Linked DNA regions of Rattus norvegicus: region 1 is linked to region 2. Evidence: chromatin contacts called from public Hi-C data. All regions are on one chromosome and are shown on one strand. Each heading gives the region's core, a stretch centred on a gene start, on an enhancer-like site or on the middle of the called end of the contact. The rest is flanking DNA. Distances are from core to core; before and after follow the strand shown. Region 1 has its middle 9.9 kb from the start of Slc17a8. Region 2 has its middle 35 kb from the start of Nr1h4.

What was found. Hi-C and Micro-C count contacts between places; a contact is called where the count stands out from the background.
Region 1: a contact with region 2 is called in a Hi-C map of liver, with 4 times the contacts expected there. The contact joins two enhancer-like sites. A contact is called at or near these places in 3 of 12 Hi-C or Micro-C datasets (hepatocytes, kidney and liver).

The regions. Positions count from the first base shown.
Region 1 is chr7:25,942,913-25,947,754 of GRCr8, reverse strand. No RefSeq gene overlaps it. Among named protein-coding and RNA genes, the nearest start is that of Slc17a8, 9.9 kb to the right of the region's middle. Within about 2 kb of position 2,679, at least 6 of the 93 cell types and tissues checked have an H3K27ac peak or open chromatin away from gene starts, as enhancers often do. A contact at or near this core is called in liver, where this site is marked.
Region 2 is chr7:25,862,394-25,867,028 of GRCr8, reverse strand. No RefSeq gene overlaps it. Among named protein-coding and RNA genes, the nearest start is that of Nr1h4, 35 kb to the right of the region's middle. Within about 2 kb of position 2,143, at least 1 of the 93 cell types and tissues checked has an H3K27ac peak or open chromatin away from gene starts, as enhancers often do. A contact at or near this core is called in liver, where this site is marked.

The DNA of each region.
Region 1 (4,842 bases), core at 1,430-3,929, 80 kb before region 2:
CAGGTAGATGGCTGTGCACTGGAGGCCAGCCTGGGCTACATAGTAAGTTTAGGGGCAGTCAGAGGGAAAAGGTATCTCACAGGAAGAACAAGCAGGGTTGTATGTGCTAAAGATGGTGGAGATGTGGTTTAGTTCCTTCAGATCTGATGCTTGCTCTCTCTCTCTCTCTCTCTCTCTCTCTCTCTCTCTCTCTCTCTCTCTCTCACACACACACACACACACACACACACACACACACACACACACACACCAGCAGCCTAGGTTGCTGATGAACTTTGTGTCTGACTTTTTATGTTTTCTGCAAAGGTTCAGTATAGAGACGTGTCTAGAATTTTTACATAAGAATCGACATTGGGGAAAGTTTAAATCTCCCTCATGACCCTAAGCCCGCTGGCCTTTCCAACTGCAGTGATGTCACGTCCCCAAAGTGCGGCATGCCAAAGGCATGCTAAAAGCATGCAGTGCGTGGACTCTGGAGCCAGATAAAGGTGTGTTTGTCTTCTGTGTTTTAAGGAATCAGGCCAAAGTTACTTATTTGTTCATGAGTCGGAACAAAGCCAAAATTGTAAAAGAAAAAAAAAAAAAAAAAACAACAAACCCAAACTGAAGTCCTGTTTGAGTTTACCGGATTATGAGACAAAGTCTTGCTGTCTTGACTGTCACCCCAGCCTCTTGGGTTCTGGGATTACAGGCATTCGTCACCAAGCCAAGTTACGGAAGGTCAGTTTTGTAAATGGAGGGAAAGGCTTTCCACGGAGGCAGCTATGCTTGTCGGACTGCTCATATCTAAGGAGTTAGTCTAGGTTTCAGGTCCAACTGTGTGATCATGTGACTGACGTTCTCCCAGCAACAACCCTACCTACACTTACCAGAGAGCAATTGTCAAAAATCTCCCTTTCAGAAATGTCTTTGAATAGACTCGGATGTAAGTATTCCCGTCTCTAGACACTCTGAATTAAACCCACTGGAGCCTTCTGTGCCCCTGGTGGCTGGATTAGGGGCCATGGACTGTTACCTTTGTCACATTTAGCTTTGAACAGTTATGAAACCAATATTGGCGCCAGGAATGTCTGGTAAACTCTACTCTGGAATAGCTTCTCTGAGTTGGTGAAGGACAAATGTCGGACTTCAGGTCAGGGGTAAGGAAGGTTGTCAACCTGTTACAACCTGAAATTCTCCCAGATAATGGTCTCAAGGAAGGACTGTCTACACGCAGTTGGCCTATGGACACATTGGGGGGGGGGAACCTTAAGTAAATGGCCCGGAAAGACTCAGCTCACTGTGGGGGGCACCATCCACCACGCAGGAGATTCTGAATGGTATAAGAGCAGAGAAATTCACTGAGCTTGCATTTGCTCTCACTGCCCCTGATTGTAGATACAACGTACTTGTTGTTTTCAAGTTTCTGCCTTGGCTTCCCCACCATGACAAACTATATAACCTGGAACTGTAAACTGAACAGCTCTCTCTCTCTCTCTCTCTCTCTCTCTCTCTCTCTCTCTCTCTCTCTCCTCTCTCCTCTCTCCTCTCTCCCCTCTCTCCCCCCTCTCTCTTCCTCTCCCTCCCTCCTTCTTTCTCTCTCCCCTCCCTCTTCCTCCTCTTCCTCCTCCTCTTCCTCCTCCTCCTCCCCCTCCTCCTTCTCCTCCCCCTCCTCCATCTCCTCTCTCTCTCTCTCTCTCTCTCTCTCTCTCTCTCTCTCTCTCTCTCTCTCTCTCTCCTGATTTTTGTTGGGATGTTATCGCAGCAACAGAAGAGGAATTAGCACATGTACTTCTAAGCAACTGGTTGCTCTGTTCTTTTTAGAATAGCCAAATAGTAAATCAGGTACCGAGAGCAAAAAGGGACAACCAAGTTTTTAGGGCATTATACTAACGAAACAGGGCATCACTAGGACACAGAGTTCAATGCTTACATTTCTGACTTCAACATTTTGTTTGTTTGTTGTTTTTATGCCCTTCTGGACTATGATTTGCTTTTTGTATAAACATTTTATTTTAATTGATGTATATATGTGTATGCCTGGGTGCAAGTTTGTACAGATGAGTGTAGGTGCTCCCAGAGGCCAGAAGAGTGTGTCAGATCTCTGGAACTAGAGTCCCAGATCGTTGTGAGCCAGCAGTGTTAATGCTGGGAACCAACCGTCGGTCCTCCATAAGCAGCCACGCTGCCAACTTGACCACAGAACCACGTCTCCAGTCCATGATTTGCTTTCTTAAAAATAGAAGCACACAAAGTTCATGGAGGCTCCTGCTTTGGAATTAGAGTAAATATTTACACAGAATGAGGTTAAATCCGAGTCTTTCACAATGCAGAGTACTTTTTTTTTTTTTTCAGGCAAATTACGGGTCACACCTTCCCAGCACAGGGAGGGTGGTAGAGTGTGTGAAGTTCCTGGCGTGGCTGCTGTAGATTGGTAAGTGCTCTAGACATTCGCACTTCGTCACAATGCTGAATGCCTTCCAAGTACTTGAATGAAGAAAAAAAAAAAAAAAAAAAACCTCACAGCTTGTCACAGAGCACAACTTGAGTCCATTCATTCTTAAAAAAAAAGTAAGCTTCCAAGGTGTTGCAGACTTGGAATTGTGAAATTCTTGGGATACAAATATCAACGGGCTGTGGCCTGGCTCCCAGGTTTGCGGAGTATGAGTAAGCAGGCAGAGAGAGTGATAGCGCTTGCGTGCGCGCATGCCCTCAAGAGAGAGAGGGGGGGGTTGCGGGGGTGGGGGCATAGACTGTGGCTGGGAACCAGGGAGCAGGCACTTGGGCTAGCTTCTAGGGAAGCTCTTCACGGAGGAGACAGGGCCTGAGCTTGGGCATTCAGAGCCCTTTTAGAAGGATACTTGTGTTAACGAAGGGTTATGGAGAAGCCCCATTTTCTCAGCTTAAATTGGAAATCTTGAGGAGATTGGTTGAGATAACTCAAGTCCTTCTGAAATCAGGGGTCATATTGAATTAACCAAATTCGCTTATCATCACCATTGTTATTTAGTCTACTGTTGTTTTGTTTTGTTTTGCTTTTGAGACAGGGTTTTGCTATGTAGCCCTGGCTGCCCCACAGATCAGAGTGGTCTTGAATTCCCAGAGATCCACTTGCCTCTGCTTTTCGAGTGCCGGGATTAACAGCATGCTCTACCATTGCCTGATAATATTATTTTTAAACACGGTCTCACGATGTATCCTAGGCTGGTCTGAAACTTGAGATCCTCCTGCCTCAGCTTCCTCAAGGGCTGAGATCACAGGAGTGCATCACTGTACCGGCTGGCCAATTAACATCTGTTTCACAGTATAGCCCAGGCTGGCCTTAAACTCCTGGGCGGCCGTCTTGCTTCTATCTGTCAAATGCTGGCATGAAAAGCATGAACCACGGACACCTACCTGGCTTTGGGGTTTTGGACACTTTTTCTATGCATATGTTGTGAGTGTGCATATGTGTGTGTTCACATATCTGGGCACACATGTGTCTGGGTATAGATGGTTGGCATTGGGCATCTTTTTCTTTTCTTTTCTTTCTTTTTTTTTTTTTTTTTTGGTTCTTTTTTTCGGAGCTGGGGACTGAACCCAGGGCCTTGCGCTTCCTAGGTAAGCGCTCTACCACTGAGCTAAATCCCCAGCCCCGGGCATCTTTTTCTATCACTCTCTGTCACACTCTGAGGCAGCCTCCTAGCTCTGGAGTTACGCCGTCTCTAGAGTATGAAGCTTACAGGCGTCCGCCATGCCCTCTGGGTATCAGGACTCTGGTCCTCATGCTTGCGTGGCAAGCGCTTGTGCCTGGTGGCCCATCACCCCAGCTCTCTTTCAAAAACTTTCGATGAGTAGAAAAAGTGGAATTAGTGTTAGGTTAACATATTTGGTATTAAGGCAACAACAAAACAAACACCAAAGCAACCAACAGTGTTATTTGTATCAAACCATTGATATTTTGAAATATTTTATTAAAGTATTTTAGAGATTTAATCCACAGGGGTTTGAAATGGTTTAGAATAAATAACTTCATGAAGACTGGCTGATTTCTGGGAGGCGTGTATGCTGTGAATCTGTTTAATCTACAAACTGCCAGAAGGTGTCGCTGTTCCCCAAGCGATTCACATTAGCCTGTTTCCCAGGGGCATCCTAAAGAAGCTGGAGAAAGTTTTGTCAGGGATATTTCCCCGGTGGGGAGAGTCATTAGAAGAACAGCACCTCAAGAGAACGGCTTGTAGAAGATGCGTGAGTTCCTTCTTCTTTATTCTCAACACGATGAAATTATCTGGCCACTCAGGGTTTTGTGGAACCTCAGTAACGGGAAGGTAGAGTCGGTGAGATAGCTTAGCAGGTGAAGGCGCTTGCGACCACGCCCGACAACCTGAGTTTGATTCCTGGCACCCACATGGTAGAAAGAGAGAATCTACTCAGGCAAGCTATCTTCTTCACACGCACACAATTGGAAGCGAAGGCAATAAAAATATCTCAATATGGTTTGTGGCCCTGGCTTTTTGTAACATTTCGGTATGCATCATTCTATCACAATGGCATTTATTAAGTTTACTTTGGTTCTGGATGCCACCTAGGAATCTGTGAAAATTTTAAAATCATTCTGCAGGGACTATAAAACAAAGCCCCCCCCGCCCCCCCACCATGGTTTAATGACACACGGTCAAAGGAACCAGTGTCTTCCCATTTCCTCAAAAGGAGGGGAAGTGATTCATCCTAGTTGCCAACCAATATTTGCACACAGCCCGCAGGTAGCAGGTGGTTCAGGAGCAAGGACAATTCCACTGCTGTTGCCACTGGAAACCAGGGTAAGATATTAATGTGTTTTGTCGTGGAGAACGAAGCCTTCTGAACAGAAACAAGAGGCAATCA
Region 2 (4,635 bases), core at 894-3,393:
ACACATTGACTGTGTGATTTTTTTAAAATTTATTTTCTTATTCACTTTACATCCAGATCACAGCCCCCACTCATTCCTCTCCTCCCAATCTCACACTTACAACCCCCCCATTGCTCCCTCCCCTTCCTCAGAGAAAGAGAGCCCCTCCTTGGGTACCACCTCCCCCCATGACATCGAGTCCCAGCAGGACTAGGTACCCCCTCTCCCACTGAGGCCTAACCAGGCAGTCCAGGTAGGGGAAGTAGTTCGTTCCATTGGCAGGAAACAGAGACTGAGACGGCTCCCATTCTACTTGTGAGGGGAACCACATGAAAACAAAGCTGCACATGTGTATAAATGTGTAGGGGTCTAGGTCCAGCTCCTGCACGATCCCTGGTTAGTGGCCCAGGCTCTGTTGAGCCCCCATGGTTTCAGGTTAGTTGACTCTGTGTGTCCTTTTGTGGTGTCCTTGTGACTTTCAATCATTACAGAAAGAAACACTGTACTCATTAATAGTCATCCTTCCCTTCCCTACCTACTTCCTGTACCTATGGGTTTGCCCATTGTGGCCACTTCATATAATTAGCCTTCAATAAAGTACGGCCTTTTGTGTATGGCTTTTTTCACTTAGCATGGCTTTGAGGTTCATCTATATACTACAGCCATTTCCAAAGGAACAGTATTTCACTATATGAATACACTGTGCATTATTTTTATGCATCAGTTGATAGGAATTGGGTTTATTTCTACTTTTTGGACATTCGAAACAATGCCTATATCCTGCCTCTTTAAGGAAACTTTTGACTCTTGTTTCATGGGGCTTTTTCAATGTTTCAAATGGTAGAAACGTCTCATTGGCTCCCCGCAATTAATGGGATGTTATTAAAATAGAAGATTATGGGGGCTGGGGGGATGGCTCAGTGGGTAAGGGTTCTTGCTTTGCAAGTGTAATGAGTTTGAATCCCCAGAGCTCCCATAAAATGCCACGTGTGGCTGTGCATGCCCGTAACCTCAGTGTTGGTTGGACATGGGCTGAGGCAGATGGATACTGAGAATTAGATCCTGAGAGCTTGTAGGACAGTTAGGTTATCTGAAACAGAGAGCTCTTGGTTCAGTAAAAGACTTTGCCTCAAGGCAGTAAGACAGAGTGGTACAAGAAGACACTGATGCCTTGTTCTGGCTTCTGTGTGGCATGTGAATACATGGGTATGTGTCAACATGATTGTGCAGACTACACATACACTGTGCATACACACATCCTCTCTCTCTCTCTCTCTCTCTCTCTCTCTCTCTCTCTCACACACACACACACACACACACACACACACACACACACACACACAGAGTGGGTCATGGTTCATTTTTCCCATAAAAAGCTGGTCCTCAATATACCCTCAAACCGTCTTCAGTTTGTTTCTTTAGATGTCTCCTGTGTGTCTGCCTCACTGGGCTTCTATCTGCTGCTCAAGCAAATGGTTGGGTTCCATTCAGGGCCTTCCAGTGTGAATCCCGTCTTTTCCATGCAGAGCCCGGGGGTGGAGGGGATCGTTTGTGTGTCCCTTTGATTGCTACATCTGTGGCACAAAATTGTGCCTGACAGATTGATCGGCATTCATTAAATATATGTAACATGAGCGAGCGAACATGTTTCTACACCAAGTGGGCTGGCTCAGCCTATCTAAAACCACCAGATTTCTTTGTGTTTGGCTGGAAATACGCCTTGTACCATGAGTCGCATCCAGGCTGATCAAAAGTTCTCATGAGCATAGATAGGCCTTTGACCAGGCTTGTCAGTTAGATCCATTTCAAAAAACACAGAAACAATTATGTAATGCATCAATATATTTTGGTAGGGGAAAAAAAAAGGGCTGAAAGCCTAGGATTTATGGGAGGGAGACTATGGGGGAAACAAGGGGGATGCTTGGTGAGGAGATGCTTGGGGTCAACTGCTCCAAATTTCCATCTAAGAGGGTCTTGGGGGATTTGGGTAATTACTGAGAAATTCCAGGAAGAGGAGCTTCATTGGAAACAAATGTTTATCAGTACATACCATTTGCTGGGCTGTTCAAAGGTTCCTGATGCAATTCATGTTGGCAGCTCCTGTATTAAACTGAGGCAGCAGAGAGTGGCAAAGGTTTTATTTATCTCCTGTTATTATCTGTTGACTTTCGAAAGGCCCAGTAGCGGGTAGCTATAGATTAGTTAATCTATTGGGAAGGGTGAAGCAATGTCTTGGGAGGCCCGAGGTTCCATCAGCCCCCTTTTCGTGGTAGTCTCTCTGACCAGAGACCAGGGAACAAAAGAGCAGACTCAAAACTTGTACTAAATAAAGTCTGGCTGAGGTAAGCAGAAATTTCTGGTTTGAGAGAAATACTAACTGTTCTCAGTTCAAAGCCGACCTTTGACCCTTGTGTCATCCCTGTCACTACTGCAACATGCTGAGACAGGTATGATCTTTCCTTTGACGAGAGATGAAGACACATGGAGGTTAAATAATTTCCTCAAGGACGCACACATTTGGCAGAAGACCTGGGAGTCAAATCTTAATCATCCTTGACTATGAAAGTCATTGGCTTTTCTCTAAACGACGGTGCATCCAAGTGGGAAACCGTCTCCAAGGCCTCGTCATTCCTGTCCCTTGGCATTCACCAATGATTGATGATGACAGCATATTCAGTGGGTGCTGTCTAGGAATAGCAGGTATAGCCCTCGAGCTTCTGGAGTATTTGAAAGCACACATATTTAAAGGAAAAGAAATTCTTGCATTTGCGGAGAAATAAAGACAGTAAAACGTAATGTTCATTTTTTAAGGGTGGTGAGTGTGGTGAGAAAAATGTAGAACAAGTAAAGGGGGCTTGGAAACACCCAGAGGCAAGTTCAAGATCGGTGGTCATGGATGGCAACCCTGGCACAAAAGCTTAGAGGAGATGTAGACGCCCTGGATGACATTTTTGATGTAGAAAGGAGAAAGGCGAAGGCTCTGAGGTAGAAACACTCTTTGAAGGTGAGAGACACCAAGCAGAGCGCTCTTACTAGAAACCTAAGCACAGAGGGGAGAGTGGTGGGTGGTGAGCTGAGGTCAAAGCAAGGCTGTGGGTGGCGCTGTACAGAAAGACACTACTTCCTCCAGGCAACCGAGGAAGCCTCAGACAGGGTTGGGAAGATAAATAATAGAATCCAGATTACTACTGAAAAGATCCCCTGGCTGAGTGAGGGTGGGAAGGAAGGAAGGGCAGGGCACAGTCTTCAGAAATGAGCGCTCGCAGTTAAAATCAGGTGGTAGCCATGCTGGTAGAAGGCAGCGGTGGAATTTGGATAAAATTTGCTAAGGGACTGGAGGGCCCCATTCTTGAAAGGGGTCCATCTCTCTTCCTGGACTGAATCCACTAAGCACAAGGCCACAAGGGAATGGAGGGTTCCAGAATTTTCCCAATATATGTAATATATTAACAAGTAGTTCATGGTCAGAGAAGACATTGAAACACTACAAAGCAGTTTATCAAAAACAGTCCATTAAAAGGCATAGTCTTTAAAGAACAAAAATCAGAATCTGATTCCTTTAGGCCCTCTGCTTGGGCCATTCTTGAGACTATGGTCAATAGAGCCCTTGGACTCTCTGAACCTTCATTTCTTTTGCTGTGAAATATCAATTATTCTTCTGCCCTGATTCTGAGGCAATAAATGGGACTTCCATGGGAACAGTGGCTTTGTTTGGAATACTACTGGCCGAGGCACTTAGTAGGTTCTTAGTAAATGAGTGTTGGTATGACTAAATGAAAGAGATGTTCTCAGAGACATTTGAGAAAAATACGTAGATCTATGCCAGGTTAATCATTAGTGAATAAGGCGGCTGTTGAGGCAGGCAGCTTGTGGCAGGGCCTGAATTCACAAGGTAATTACTTTGCTTCAACTCTTCCTGTCATTTCTGGTTCTTCATGTAATGGAATAACAAAGATGCTTCCTCCGAGTTTCTAGCCCCTGGTGCCCAACACACACTTTCATTAGCCAACAGCATCTGGATAGCTGACATAAGAGCGGTTTGATGAACATAATTTTTGAACGTAAGAACATCTGTTCCCTTACCGGCTTCATTAGAGAGCCTCTCCACACCATGTATCTGATCTGTGATAAGACTCACAGTAAGAACTACAGGTGCAGAAACTAGGGAACTCCAGGTCTGAACTCTGCTGGGCGGCAGGGTCAAGTGCTTAGGACTGGGGACAGCCATTCCCTTGCAGGAAGCATTAGCCATCCTCCATCCCACTGCAAACTCTCCCGCTCCCTCCCGGGTCCATTTACCTCATATATGATCTCTGATACCTGTTTTGTGGAAGGGAATGTTACATGCAGAGGACGAGGAGTGCGACAGCACCCCTGCTCCTGTGATCATCACATGACCGCAGTGGGAAAAATAATGTGATCAGGACGGTGTTTCTGCGAGAAAACCCTTGAGCCTCTGGTTCAAACTCTAGCATGAAAAAAGTGACACTGGCAACATTCAACCTTTCCTTGACATTATATGACTAGATTAATGTAAACAAATGCTTGAGGGACTGTCTTTAAGTTTTCTAGATTTCCAGGTCCTTTGCTTTAACTACTGCTAAAAAAATATGTAAATATCTAAATATCTGGACTAATAACACATTTTAACGTTTA